2 separate regions of the Rattus norvegicus genome follow, and region 2 is linked to region 1. The links are chromatin contacts, called in public Hi-C maps. All regions are on one chromosome and are shown on one strand. Each heading gives the region's core, a stretch centred on a gene start, on an enhancer-like site or on the middle of the called end of the contact. The rest is flanking DNA. Distances are from core to core; before and after follow the strand shown.

Region 1 (7,377 bases), core at 1,535-4,034:
AAGGCTTCTGCACGCGAGGCAGGCTTCACCACTCAGCCATTTCTCCGGCCCCTGTGATTTCCTTCTGGTTTGTCATTGTTGGAGTCATGCTCTGTCAATTCTGCTAGTGTTTTTACGGTATGCGCTTACTGGGTTCTCGCATTTTCAGTATTTTTCTTCTTTGTGTAGTTTTTTGTTTTCTGTGATTTTATTTTACAATGAACTTGGCTGCTTCACTGCCACGTTGAAACCTTAATACAATTAGAGTTTTGTCTCTTTCTCTTTTAACTCCATCTGTCCTCTTCTTCCTTCTCCTTCCCCTTTATCCCATTTCCTCCCTCCCTTTCTTTCTTATTTCTTTGTCTCAGTTGTGAGCTGGCCACGTCTTAGGACATGGTCATATCCATTTCATTATTTCTTACAGAAATGAGAAAATATTACCTACCTTCTACTATTACCACTTCTACCTATTTCCTAGGTTTAACTTTGAGGTGCGACCCCTTTGGGGTTAAATAGCACAGATCCTGCATATCAGATAATTGTATTACCATTCACAACAGTAGCTCAATTATAGTTATGAAGTAGCAATGAAATAATTTTATGGTGGGGGGGGGGTTCAGCACAACACAACACGAGGGCCACAGCATTAGGAAGGTTGGAAACCACTGATCAACAGTCAGCATGTGAGAAACTTTCAGAGAGCCTCAATGGGGCAGAGAATGCTTTGTTTGTTAGCACTTACTTTTCTTATAGGGCTTTAAAATTTTCGAATCCATTATTTATAGAACTCTGTGTTTTTGCATAGACCATGTTGAATGTCACCCATTAGCCTGGAAGGAATTATGGAATCCATCTCAGATGTCACCCTATAGGTGACATTTTCCTTCAATACGTTTAGATTATTCCTGCACAGTGTCCCTTTAAGACACTGGGGCTGGCTGCACTGTGAACTTGTGACAGTGCACAGAGACATCCAGATGATCAGTGATCAACACTGGGATTGAATTCTCCAGGACAGCACCGGCTGTGACTCCTAGCTTCAGGTCTCTCCATGTCCCCAATCCCCACTGCTCCCTGTTGCCTTTTAGAGACCTCTCTCATTCAAAGGGGTGATGCTCTTGGAGTCTGGGGACCCTGCGTTGAGCACTTGCTGTCCTAGCCCTTATCCCTGTCTGCAGAGCGACTCTGTCCTCTGAAGGGTTCCAGGGCTCTGGCTCCCTTCCAGGCCCTCTGAGCCCTTTGTTCTGGAGAGTATGGATTCCTTGTCTTTCCTTCCACTCCCCTTCTCTAGTTCCCATAGTGCATGAAAATGTGCTGATGCGCCTCATTCATACTTGCAAATTATCTCCCTGTAGTTCCCAGAAAACTGCTGCTAAAGCCCCAGTGACATGGTCTGTTTGCATGCATCCTCACAGGGACCTGCAGAGCGTGTGGCTTCTCTAATGTCCTAGGATGAGATGGCCTCTGCTTGTCCCTGCACCCACACTGCACACCTCCTCTGTGTGTGAGGTGACACACTGGCTTCATACCCCATAGTCTTAATAAAAGATGACTTAATCCCAAAATGTACTCTCTGCAGAGCAGCAGCATTGCCCTTTGACCTGTAAACTGTTTTTAGTCTCCTCGTCAGTCATTTGTTTTTCATCTGATAAGTTTCTGTAAACAAGGTGATGTCATCCTCAGGCCAATTAACCACAAGCTTCTTGGTTATGGAAGAGTCTCTTGCCTTCAAGGAAGAAAGTAGGCAGGCAGGACAGTGTTCTTGGTAGGGGATTGTCCTTGTGAAGGTTATACCACAGGACATATATCCCAGGATAACCTGAATTTGAGCCACCCTGTCATATACAAACACATGTCAGGAGCCTGGGCCAGGTCCAGCATCTAGGGATGTGGACAGCTGCAGGTCTAGCTTTGGGCTCCTTGTGTCCTGTGCAGAGTGTTACAGGCTCCCATGTGTACAGCATCCTGTTGTCCTTTGAAAACGAGCCTCTTGGCTCCCTTGCACTCTACTGGGTTCTGTCAGCTGACTGTTGTCCGCAGCTGTGGCTTCCCTCAGACTGCCAGTCCCTCTCTGGTTGGTTCTTGAGTTTAGATTCATAAACATGGCCAAAGTACTGATTAGGTTTTAATAACTGATAACAGAAGGACTGAGTTCCCAAATCTCAAGGAAAATATGGAGACTTGTTTGTCTCTGCCCCGAGGCTGTTTCCATGTCGCCAACTGTTCCTGTAGCTTGAAGCTGTGTGCACAAAAATCTTGTAGCTGTCAGACTGGGACAGTCCTTTCTCTGAGGATAGGTGCTACATTGAACTCTCAGATCGGGGGCTGGCCTTTTTGTCTTTAAGCTGAGAGTCGAGAGCCTCCCCACCCCCCGCTGACAGATTCCCACAGTCTGGATGTGAAAACTGAGCTCTGCAAAGGAAAGGAAGGCGGGAGAACACCCACCCGTGTTCTTTCGCTGTCTGGCCAGTCTCCAGGGAAAGTGCTAGCTAGTCTCGGGAGCATCCAGCAGGCGGCGATGGCGGCGGTCGCTAAGAGTGTTTTGGGGAGCAGGCGAGCAAATTCTGCTTTCAGGGTGTGTAGAACAGAATCCTGGGGCAGAGGCTGCTAAGGATCTTAACCCCGCCTCTCCCGGAGAGGGTGTGGCCCTCTACTTTCTGCTCTAGGGTCTGTAGCTCTGGTTACAGACCCGGAAGGGGAATGACTAATTGGGATTGGTGCAGGGCTGGGAGGGACCTCATTATTTTGTCCGGCCCACGTTTCTCTGGTAATCTGTATAAAGTCGCAACACACAGGTCAATTCTGCTGAAGCCAAATTGAGAAGACCACAGCGCCAGAACCATGCCTATGATACTGGGATACTGGAACGTCCGCGGGGTGAGAAAGGGGTCCGCTTGGAGTGTGGGACTGGGATGTGAAGCAGAAAATTCTTAACAACAGGGGCCCTTCAAATAACGGGCACTCCTCGGGCCTTACTAGATCTTCTGCCTGTAGCTCTCAGCGTTCAGGAACACCCCTGGATGACTATGTGTGTGCGTATGTGTGTGGTATGCACATGCACGTGCGGGGTGGCTGCGTTTGTGGAGTGTGGAAGGTCTCAACGGGTGAAGATGAAGTCACACAATAAAGTCTCCACAATTTCTAACCTCTGTCCTTGGTCCTCTCTCCCAGCTGACACACCCGATCCGCCTGCTCCTGGAATACACAGACTCAAGCTATGAGGAGAAGAGATACGCCATGGGCGACGGTAATGATACCTTCTTGGGCAGACATCTGCTTCCCTCTTGCCTATCAACCTGCCTAGACTTCCTGTTATTTAACCCTGCTGGTCTCCCTCTAGCTGAAGCTAGCGGTTGCTGCTTCCAGAAACTTCTTTGAGGGTGCAGTTTGAATTTTCTGTATAGAACACTGAGAAGGGAATTCCTCGTCCATTTGTATTTATAATTAGACGGAATTCGTTATTGGGGTCTTATTGGGTCCACCCCCCTTTATCACCAGTTGTTATTCAGACCCCTCCCCACCTTGGAAAGTGACTCGCTGTAATAGGTTGCAGATCCCCTGACTTAGGTTCTTGCTACTGGTCGAATGGGACAGTGGGGTGATTTCTTTTCACATCCTCTTGTCCACCACAGCTCCCGACTATGACAGAAGCCAGTGGCTGAATGAGAAGTTCAAACTGGGCCTGGACTTCCCCAATGTAGGTGCAGGGAAGGGGAGGTTTGGGGAAGGCCTGGTGCTCTCACCTCATCTCCTGGCCTGGCTGAGGGGTTGGCATCAGTGTTTCTGCTTTCCTGCTCCATCCCTGCTGGCTGCACAGTGTTTCTGTGATGGGCTGTGTCCTAGCTCTCCCACTTAGTGCACACTGAGTGTCAAGGCCACGTCTGTCCTCACCCAGGGAAGGGCAGCCCATAACCCATCTGACCATCCCTGCTTGTCTATCCAGCTGCCCTACTTAATTGATGGATCGCGCAAGATTACCCAGAGCAATGCCATAATGCGCTACCTTGCCCGCAAGCACCACCTGTGTGAGTGGGGCTGGCTGCAGGGCGGGGAGTGGTGGAGAGTCTCCTTGGCTTGGCTGGGTTGGGATCTGAGGGTGCTGCGTGTGCTACAGGTGGAGAGACAGAGGAGGAGCGGATTCGTGCAGACATTGTGGAGAACCAGGTCATGGACAACCGCATGCAGCTCATCATGCTTTGTTACAACCCCGACTTTGTGAGTGGCCAGTGGGTGGAGGAGGCAGGGTTCGCAGCAGGAGTTCAAGTCTGCATTCAGATCGTAGCACCCTCCTTCAGTAATGAGCTGTGTTACTCATTCTCCGAGATTTCCAATCTTCTAGCAGAACGATCCTCATCACCCGGGCGACCTATCACATCAACACTGTGAAACCATCCCTACTAGTCTTAGGTTATTCAGTACAGTTGTAAATCTCTGCTAAGTCGTCCTTTACCTATTCCAAAGTGTTGTTTATGCCAAAAGCCTCCAGAATGAAATGAGAGGATGTGGATGGAATTGTTTCATCGTTTAAAGTGCTTGCTACATAGCATGAAGGCTTCAGTATGAATCCTTAGCACCCTATAAAAACACCCTGGTGTGGCAGCCTGCTCTTATAAACATAGTGTTCCGGGGGGAGGAACAGGAGGGTTTCTTGGGTTTTGCTGACCAATGAGGCCAGTTGGTCTTTGAGCTCTAGATTTAGTGAGAGGCCCTGTCTCAAAAATAAGGTGGGCAGTGATTGAGAAAGACATCTGGCACCAACCTTGGACCCCCATGCACCAACAGGCACTAGTATATTCCCTAAATGATGAAAATAAGTTCTGTTTACACACTGGTCTTACACATCTATCCAGCTCTTTCCCCATAGGTCTGTCTTGGGTATCAATAGAAAACCAGGACATCTTTCTGGTAGGCAGCTCAGGGTCAGCCAGAGGAACTTTGACCCCTGATCAAATCAATCACTGATCAAAACCCCTTTTCCTTTCAATATTAATCAACTGATGCACACCCTTAAAACAGCTGATCATACCCCTCAAATAGCTGATCTCTTCTCATTGCAAATATCTGATCCAATCTGGATCCAGTATAACTGTCTTCTCCCAGGGTCTCTGTGCCCTTTGTTTCTGTGTTTCCATTGGATCTCTGAAGCCAACGCATGCAAGATACTCAGGAGGTCCTGGGTGTGACTCAGCGCCTGGTTTGGACTTCAGTGGTGACAGATTTCAGGGACAGCGTAAAATTTCTTTCATCACTTCTCACACGAATCCTGTCACCAGTAAAATAGTGATGTGTTAAATGGAATCCTGGACACAGGCCTGGCCATTCCATTGCAAAGCCCTGTCCTGGGGAGCCTGAGTCTAAAGGTGACAGCTGTTCTCTGCCTTAGGAGAAGCAGAAGCCAGAGTTCTTGAAGACCATCCCTGAGAAGATGAAGCTCTACTCTGAGTTCCTGGGCAAGCGACCATGGTTTGCAGGGGACAAGGTAAAGGCACAGGGTGGGGAGGAGGAGCTGCCATTCTCCCCTGGTGTCAAATTCCAGAGCGCTCACCCTTGGCTTCCTGCAGGTCACCTATGTGGATTTCCTTGCTTATGACATTCTTGACCAGTACCACATTTTTGAGCCCAAGTGCCTGGACGCCTTCCCAAACCTGAAGGACTTCCTGGCCCGCTTCGAGGTGATGCCCTTGATCCTGCTTCCTCTTGGGTTGTCTTCTTCCTCAGATCCATGATGCTTTCTAGGCCCAAGACTAGGAAAATAACCAGGATTTTCTGAGCTTTCTGTAAAGAACTGTATTAGACAATAGTTATTCAAAATTCCAGGAGATTGATGTGATTCTGAGTCCCATTGGACAGATAAGAAGCCTGATACTATGGAAGGTACTCATGTGTCCAAGGTCTCCGCATCTGCGGCTGCACCCGGTTTGGGGCGGCATTCAGTGACTGCCCCTTCTTTGGGTCAAAAGGGCCAAGCACAACCTCATGTTCCAGTTTAGGATCCCTGGCAAGGCAGAGCATGTTGATAGTGTGTGGGTCTTGGCCTTAGGAGACTGAGACAGCAGGACTAATGTGACATACTCAGATAGAAGAAAGTCCAGACCTGATCTGCAGAGTGCTGAGAGCCCAGGGTGTAAACATGTGAGTGCCTTCCCTGTTGGGGGACATTTAGCATGAGTGTGTGCTGGTGTGAGTGTGGCTGGTGTGAGTGTGTGCTGGGGCGTTGCTTCCTCCTTACACTCTTCTCTTTAATGTTACAGGGCCTGTCTGTGATATAGAGCTAAAATTTTTTTCTTTATTATTATTCTCTGGCATTCTCCTCTATACGAGGTTCATGTTGGGCCCAGGGGCCATACAAAATACTGCCATCTTGGGACTGAGCCATCAGAGAGCTGCGGACAGCCAGACTGTAAGATGTTTATGATATTCTCCTGGACCTCACCTCCGTCAGACTTGGGTCCTTCAGACATGTAGGAATTAGACGCATTGATCCAAGGGTTTTCTACCTGCAGTCTGTTGACCTTGCCCGTTCTCCATCAAGGGATACAATTTCTCTGCTAATTCTCAGTCTGTCTCTGTCCCCAGCCCTCCACCCCCACCCAGGGTCTTGTGCTTACTAGGCGAGCGCTCACCCACTGAAACCCCAGCCTTTCTCTGTTTGTTCTAATCAGCTCTGGCTCTGGCTCAGGCTGGGTATCCTGGGAAACTGTGCAAGAGTTGGCACCACTCCGGGGTGGGTGGATGGGGAAACAGAGCAGCGTGTTAGCTTAGCTTGTGTGTCGTCTGTGGTAGCTCAGCGCGCACCCTCTGGAGCTCTCTGTGTTCTCCTGGCTTGGTGTATGGACGCAGTGACATGGAGTGGCCCCTGCTTTAGGGGTGGAGATGAAGAAAGCCAGGGTGCAGCGAGATTGTACTGAGCAGCAGGTAGAGAATGAACTCCTCTCTCAGGAAATTGATTAGAATCCCGTTTAGCTTATCTTCCTGGCCTGTTCTCTTGTTCCCTTTCTTGAATGATTTGCTGAGTCACTGGGTGCCTGGCTGCCTTCCTGAGCACACACAGTCAAGTTTTGACTCCACTGTCCTGTTAGATCCCTTCTTTGTGTGTAAATACAGGCTAGAGCGAGCTTCCCCAGGTACAGATCATGTCCATGCAGAGAGGCAGTTGCAGTGTCTCCTTGGGAGTGTTGAAGAGGTGTAGGGAAACTGTGTGTGTGTGTGTGTGTGTGTGTGTGTGTGTGTGTGTGTGTGTGTGTATGGGTGTGTGTGGGGTATGGGTGTGTGTCGGGAGTTGGGGTGTGTGGGGTGTGTGTGGAGTGTATGTGTGTATGTAGGGGGGTGGGTATGTGTATGGGGATCAAGAGAGCGAGAGAGTGAGAGCACACAGAAGGCTGCTCCTGAGCAGGATGA
Region 2 (7,377 bases), core at 2,849-5,348, 49 kb before region 1:
CACCTCAATGAAAGCCAAGTCCAAGAATCTGCTTCGTTATTGTCTCAGCTCAGGTGATACCTGATGGCTGAGATTTTAAAAGTTGGCCCTGCTAGTGACCCGTCCCAGAATCGTCAGAAGTCTGGCTGTCCTACGGTGTCTTCAGTGTCCACAGGGGCTTGGGATGGTTGTGTGGGGCTGGCCCCTTGAGCCCTGGAAGCCCAGGCTTTGGTTAGAGTTCAGGTTGAGTTTCTCTCCTGTGTGTGTGGCCTGGGGCAGGAGATCATTATATCTCTGCTGTGGCACTGGCTGCTCAGCCTCTGAAGCCCCAGCTGGTCTGTGCTGGGCAGAGCAGGACTTGGGCTCGCTCATGGCCCTGGAGGCTTGGCCTGAGGGGCTGGACCACCACTCATCAGCCTCCGGTTCCTCCCCAGTCCACGTGTTCCTTTGTTACCAACTCCCTTGTACCCCCATGTGAGGGGCAGCTGCCCTGAACCGTCTACAGTTGGAGGCTGCTGGAGTTGGAAGGTGCTGGGACTGTCACTAGCCCTGGAGATGGCACCTTCTTTGGGGTTTCCAGGTCTTTGACCAGACCCAGTTCCCAGCTCGCCTCCTGTGTTATGTTCTAGACAAGGTCTTTGCTATGAAGAACAGTGTTTCATATGACCCATTTTTCCTAGTGCATGAGAAATAAAAAGATTATTTAATTAATGCGGCACGTGAAGGTCTCTGTTGGTGGAGGGAGAGGAAGGGTGGCAGAGTGGTAAGACACTCTGGTGGAGTATCACATGGGCCGCTGTATAACAGGCCGTCAGTCCTGCCGACGCTTTTGAGCGCCCGGATTACAATGTATGCTGCCAGCCTGTGAGGTACAGCACATTCTGAGGTGCGTGGCATGGATGAAGTGGATTGTGTACACACTGAGGTGTCTATAGGAGAAGAGATCCCATTGAGCCTCACCCAGTTTGCCCCTTCTGAAGGGGTCTTGAGGCTCCAGGTCCACAGTGTATATTCTGGAAGGATGACACCCTTCCCACCTCGTGCCTCCTGTGTAGCCTCTTAGGACATCGAGGTAGATGGGGACATAAGTCCCTACATGGCTGGCTGAGGCATTTAGGGGGCCTGTTTAAGATGCTCTTCCCAGGTCCCTCCCTCAGGGGTTCTGACACAGGTAGTGGGTGTGGTGACAGATACACCTACCTGTCAGGTTGTAGTGCGTGGGTCTGGAGCTGCGTGTACTGGAGTCCATTGCTCACAGTGCACCTCCACCGAGTCTGTGATACAATGTGCAGAGCACCTTTTTGCCGTTAAGGTGGCTAGAACCTGCTGCCCGTGTAATGGAGGGGAGCAAAATGGACTCGGTAGCACAGGGTACTTACTACATAGGCAACAGATGCTTGCAACAGCTGCTGCTGGGTGGAGAGGGATTAGGGGCTGCTTGCCTCAGAATTGCAAGCCTGTGTGATAAGAGGACCTGGTTGGGAGCCCGTGGAGGTCAGCATCATGCCCCACCCCCAGCCCCCCTGACTCTGAGCAGCAGGTAGGAAGGCCTCAGACTGTAGCAGGTGTCCCAGAGACCCAAGGCAGAGCTCTGCCTCCCACGGGCTCCTAGCCAATTCATTTTCTCTGTTTATGTATCTAAACTGAAGCTGCAGTTAGGGCACGAGCAGAAGGCTGTACAAACAAAACTGATTTCTGCCTAGGGAAATGAGCTGAGGGGACAAAATGGCCAGCAACAGAATAGAGACAAGCAGCCATGTCTGAGGTTCTCCAGGCCTCACTGGGCCTTCTCTGCCCTGCCCCCACATTAAAGTTTTTCAAGGGTGATGGCACTGACTTTTGGAAGTCAAGCAACCTGGATTAAGAGATCCTTCTACACTGTTCCTTGAAGGCCACCATTCCCTGTCCACACCAGCACTGAGGACTCCATATTCTTCTCTGAGTTTGTCAAAAGGTCAAATCCTTTCCTTCATTTTCCTGTCCAACTCTTCTTAGCTTGTGCTGAGGCCCAGCCCTCAGTGCGTCGCTCGCTAACTAACAAGGTTTCTTAGCAACCTCTCGTTTCACACGACCTGGACTTTGGTTTTTCATTTTTCAGACATTTCTCTTAAACATTCATCAAGAGTGGATCTTTTGAAAAACATCCTTTTTAAAGCTTGATTTTGTGGTGCTAGGGACTGAACACAGGACTATATACACTAGGTTAGTGAGCGGTACACACAGCCTAGGAATCAGCAACCTTTAAACGATAAGGGACTCTGCTTTGATAATGGGTCACATGAACTTACTGGCTGACGTTCTCCAGTATAAACAAGGCTGAAGAGACACATCCCTGGCTCCTAACTGCCAGTAGGAAACATGGACGTGGTGGTCATCACTGATGACCACAACAGCTGGAAATGAACGTCACCACCAGGCTAACCAGGTATGGCATGGTCAGCCCCAGATCTGACTGATGTGCAGCTCAGAGATCTAGAGAAACAGGCAGAATGATCCACTCCCGCCCGCTGGCTTGGCTCCATCGTACTGACATCTTTAGAAGACAGCACGGACTGAGATGAAAACACAGGAGGGAGATACCGGGAATCTTTTTCTGGGAATACAAAACAAAGACACACGTATAAATAAAATGCTTCTGTAGAAAAGATTTCTTAAAGGGGGTTCTTTGACGATATAGGAAAATAGGAAGCAAAAAGCCCATTCCCACTACCAGTTGTACCAAGTATGACCACATACCTGAGCTATATGTATGCACGAATATATTTTACATATTGACATTTTCCTTCTAGTTCTTTTTTTCTTCAAAAAGCCTTTTTATTACATATTGTGTGCTCGCGCATGTGCATACATGTGTGCATCTGCATGAACTCGTCATGGAGCATATGTGGAGGTCACTTGGTCCTCCTACCACATGGGTCCTGGTGAAGGGTCAGGTGGGAAGGCTTGGCACCCATCACTTACTGAGTTACCTTGCCATCCCCACTTCTTGTTTGCAAGTAGCATTTTGTTTGTTTTTGAGACCCGGCCTCCTGTGCAGCTCAGGCTGGTCTTCCACAAAGCCTTCTCTGTGTGGAGATCATGCCGCCACATGATAAGTTCAAGGGAGTTTGAATCGAGACTATGTTCTTGTTAAATTTACCTTTAAAATTATTAACCCATCTTTCACGTTCTGTTACTGCCATCTATAGATGTAAATTTTATTGCTGTGTCCTGCCCCATGACGGTTTACCACCGTAGCTTTTCTCTGTTGAGAATAACCAGGCCTGGGCTTGTGAGATGGTAGAGGTAGATGGTCGATGGTAGCTGGTAGAGGTCATTGATGCCAAGCCTAGCGCCCTGGCTCAGTGCTTGGGTTTTACATCGTGGAAAGTGAAAGTTGATTCTGGAAAACCCCTCCAGGAACATGCTCCGTGGCACGTGCATATGCGCACATGCTCAAGATGTAGAAGGAGTAGTAAGTAGGCCTGGAGTGTGACTGGCTGCGCACTGTGGAGCCATGACCCCTGGCCTCAGCTCTACTCCTGATCTGTGCGACCTCAGGCAAGATGCTTCCTTCTTTGTGCCTCCAGGTCCTTACCCATAATGCTTTCCTCGTGTTGAACTGGATTTAAAGCATTAAGTAAGATTCTAGTAAGCTTTAGCTTTGGTTTGCACAAGGCTTGAGAGTCTCATGCTAACCTGCATGCCCATAAGAGAGAATTAATTGCCCAGTTTGAGATGTCTATTTCACTTGATAGGATGAGGCAAAGCCCTTTCCTGGCTTGCTTGCCCTCTGCCTGGTCGGACCTCTAATACAGGCTCCCTGCCAGCCCCTCCATGTGACCTGTGTGGGGGCTGAGTGTGGACCCCTCCTGAGGAAGGTAGCACCTTACCACCCTCCAAAGGCTGACCTTGAATTCACTGTGTAGTCCTGGCTGGGGCAGGAACCTCCCTCTCACTTGCTGGGTTGAGATTGGTGGTGGACTTTTAAAACCAATGCTTTAAAATGCCCCGGCATGAAAACAGTAGAAGAACTTTAACCCCTTGTGGCCCTTGGACTGGCACAGGGTGACGTCTACACACCTAGGCACTGCAAGTAGCCAAGTAGACAGCAACCTGGGCTGCTCTGAGGGCGCCCCCTCCTGGGGAGCTGGAGAGGTGCAGGTGGGGACGTTTCTTGCGCTCATCCAAATGCTGTCACACTATTGCCTCCTGGGTGAATTTATTCAAGGAAAGTCCAATAGAACATTTAAACATTAACTCATGTTTAGTCTAATGTTCAATAATTCACTTTGTCTTCCATATGGGAGCAAAGTCGCTCAACTTGACCTTGCCTGGTTGATGACTTGGGGTAGGTGGTCTCTCCAGACAGAAGCTGCAGGGGCTCATGAGCATCTGGAGTTGGGGGTGACCCAGGGTCGCCGGTTTTGGATGTAAACCCCGCAGAGTGGACTTTCAAAGGCTCAAGGAAGGCTGGGGAGCTAGAACTTTGGAGGCTATAAAATAAGAAAAAGAAGAGAAATCGAAACTAACAAATGTTTAAAGAAATGCCTTCAGAAAATAGCATGTCAACTTCAATATTTGTTAATTTTAGTATCCCTACAAATGTCATTATATTTGGAAACAGTTTGTAAACTGGATTTGGCAAACACTCCAGAATCCGCAGCATGACTGTAGTCATAGCCAGTTCTAAACTAAATGAGTTACTCATAGTCTGGTAACTTCAAAAGCAACTTCAAAAGCGAGTTGAAGGGGGCCCCTTTAGTTTAAACCAAAGACAAGTTACGTCAAATGAAGATATGGGTGCATTTGAATGTTGGTTACTCTTGGAGGGGAGGGTCCTCAGAATCAGATGCAGGGTCTGCACAGGGCTCAGGAGAGCCCTGCCTCCCGCCTTCTTCCAGAGAAGATTGGTCCGGCCTTCAGGTCAGTGCTTCTCCCTGTCTGCCTCTGCTGTCTCTCCTGTCGGCAAAGCAGCCACATGAGTGGTTAGATAGATGGCCGTCTCCACTTCGCTCCTGAAAAACTGGCCTGCTTGTGAGCCTGTTAGCTGGCAGAGTGAGCCCTGAAACTTCAGGTAGGAGAGTAAAGCCCAGCCTACCCCAGCCTGGGGCCCTATGAAAGGAAACGAGGGGACTAGGCTGTTTCTAGCACCCTGCACCCTGTCAAAGTTCTTTCCGTGTGAGTGTGTAATGTGCTTGGGCTGCTTTGCACGTCAGGCAGCATCGTAGCCCCACTCTCTCTATCCCAGGCTTGACCTCACCATGTAGCCCTGGCTGGCTTCGATTTTGTTTTGTTTTTGTTTTTTCCGGAGCTGAGGACCGAACCCAGGGCCGTGTGCTTGCTAGGCAAGCGCTCTACCACTGAGCTAAATCCCCAACCCCTGTTTGTTTTGTTTTTTTGTTTTGTTTTTCCTGTCTGGCTTTGAATTAGCAGCAGTCATTCTGCCTCCTAAGAACTGAGATTTCAGGCGTTCTCCTCCTGCCCCCAAGAGAGAAACGCCAGGGTCAGTGAGGTTGGGGGTGAGCTGGCTCCACTGGGACGTGCAGAGCCACCCTCCTATGGCCTTAAAGGTCTGTATCTGCTTGAGGGCAGAAGTTGTCTCTGAGAAGGGACGATGTCCTGCCTCATCCTGGTATGAGTGATCTGGATGAGGCTGGTAGCTGGGAGTGGAGAAGAGTGTTTAGAGAGGCAGTTAAGATCTGTAGTTAAGCGGTGTGGTGGTGGCAGTGCACGCCTTTAGTCTCAGCACTTGGGAGACAAGGGCAGGGGCAGGGGCAGGGGCAGGGGCAGGAGCAGGGGCAGGGGCAGGGGCAGGGGCAGGGGCAGGGGCAGGGGCAGGGGCAGGGGCAGGGGCAGGGGCAGGGGCAGGGGCAGGGGCAGGGGTAGCTGGATCTCTGAATTTGAGGCCAGCCTGATCTACAGAGCGGGTTCCAGGACAGCGAAGGCTACACAGAGAAACTCTGTCTTGAAAAACCAACCAAGCAACCAAAAATCTGTTGTTAATGACTGGAGGGCTGGCTAAGTGGTTAACAGCTCTTCCAGACACTCTCCAACACCAACATGACAGCCCACAATTGTCTGCAACTCTGGTTGTAGGCAATCTGCCGCCTTCTGACCTCTGTGAGAATATGGTGAACAGACATCCGTGTGTGCAGAACACCCATGCACATAAAATAAAAAATAATGAGTACAATTAAAAAGAGAGATCAGTGGTTAGGGGTTAGCAGGTTAACAATTGGTAAAGCCTTGCCTTTCAAGTACAAAGAGCTAAGTTCAGTTCCCAGAACCCCAGTGCTGGGGAGGTGCAGGTAGGAGGTTCCTTGGGGCTCACCATGCAGCTAGTTTAGTCTAATTGTCTCAAACGAGGTAGACAGTGTTCCTGAGGATTATATCTGAGGTTGTCTACTGGCCTTTAATGTGTGTGTGTGTGTGTGTGTGTGTGTGTGTGTGTGTGTGTGTGTGTGTATGTGTGTGTGTGTGTGTGTGTTTTAAAAAACAGGGCGGCATAAGTAGCCACAGTGTCATGATTGGCTGGCACAGTCTGACAAAAGATTGAGAGTTTGCATCCTGAGAGATGATGACAAGTCCTCATCTTTCCTTTCATAGGCAAGAGAACGAAAGCTCAGAGTCCATACAATTTTTCCAAGAGCTCGTGTTATGTTAATAAGTGACAGTGCATCAGGCTGTGTGTGTACATTGTCACGGGGCAGAATACCCAGGATAAAACTTAAAAGCAGAAGATCATTTGGTCCACATTCAGAGATCTGTATCCAAGGCCACGTGCTCCTTTCGCTATGGACTGGTGACTTTCCACATCCGAACAGGGCACAGGCTCTACTGTTTGTTGTGGAGATCAAATTCTGTGTAGTTAGGGGTGAGTTTGAGCAGGGGACTTGGACAATTTCTGGCTTGTATCAGAAATTCTACTGTGGGAATCTAGAGAAGTTTAGGTCAGTTACTTTTTGGAGAAAATTATTCAATCTGTTTTATGACACCCAGTTTTTCAGGTTTAGGTTTTACAAGAATATCGTGGGTTAAACAGGAATGTGGCTATGCCTACCCACATCCTCAAGGCCTTTTAGAGCAAGGTGGGGTCAACATTGTTCAGAGGGGACTATGGCAGAGACAGCTGAGCGGCCAGCCATATACCTCACCTGTCTCAGGCTAGGAAGTGAGGCCCAGTATTTAATCTTTGAACATCCTTTGGGACACCCTGGAGGTTTTGGTCAGGCCCTAGATAAAGGCCTGAATGAGGAACAGAAATAGTGGGGTTTAGGGTGAGGGTAGAGAGTAGAATAAGGATGGATCTGGGCCTCCACTAAGGGCACGCTTTCTTTTCAACATAATACTTTTTTATTTCATGTACCCTGATCACATTCACTTCCTGGTCCTCCCAGACCCACCCCCTAATACTTG

Evidence for each region. Hi-C and Micro-C count contacts between places; a contact is called where the count stands out from the background.
Region 2: a Hi-C map of liver shows a contact between it and region 1, with 2.4 times the contacts expected there. The contact joins the enhancer-like site here to the promoter of Gstm1 in region 1. A contact is called at or near these places in 6 of 12 Hi-C or Micro-C datasets (frontal cortex, hepatocytes, kidney and 2 more) and 1 of 1 datasets of contacts at active chromatin or transcription factors (oligodendrocytes).

What each region holds. Positions count from the first base shown.
Region 1 is chr2:198,338,790-198,346,166 of GRCr8, reverse strand. Gstm1 (glutathione S-transferase mu 1) reads left to right here and starts at 2,784. Exons shown (of 8, transcript NM_017014.2): 1 at 2,784-2,856; 2 at 3,151-3,226; 3 at 3,612-3,676; 4 at 3,923-4,004; 5 at 4,094-4,194; 6 at 5,363-5,458; 7 at 5,541-5,651. The coding sequence starts at 2,821.
Region 2 is chr2:198,389,087-198,396,463 of GRCr8, reverse strand. Ampd2 (adenosine monophosphate deaminase 2) reads left to right here. Exons shown (of 18, transcript NM_001101681.2): 18 at 1-697. Among named protein-coding and RNA genes, the nearest start is that of Ampd2, 14 kb to the left of the region's middle. Within about 2 kb of position 4,098, at least 4 of the 93 cell types and tissues checked have an H3K27ac peak or open chromatin away from gene starts, as enhancers often do. A contact at or near this core is called in liver, where this site is marked.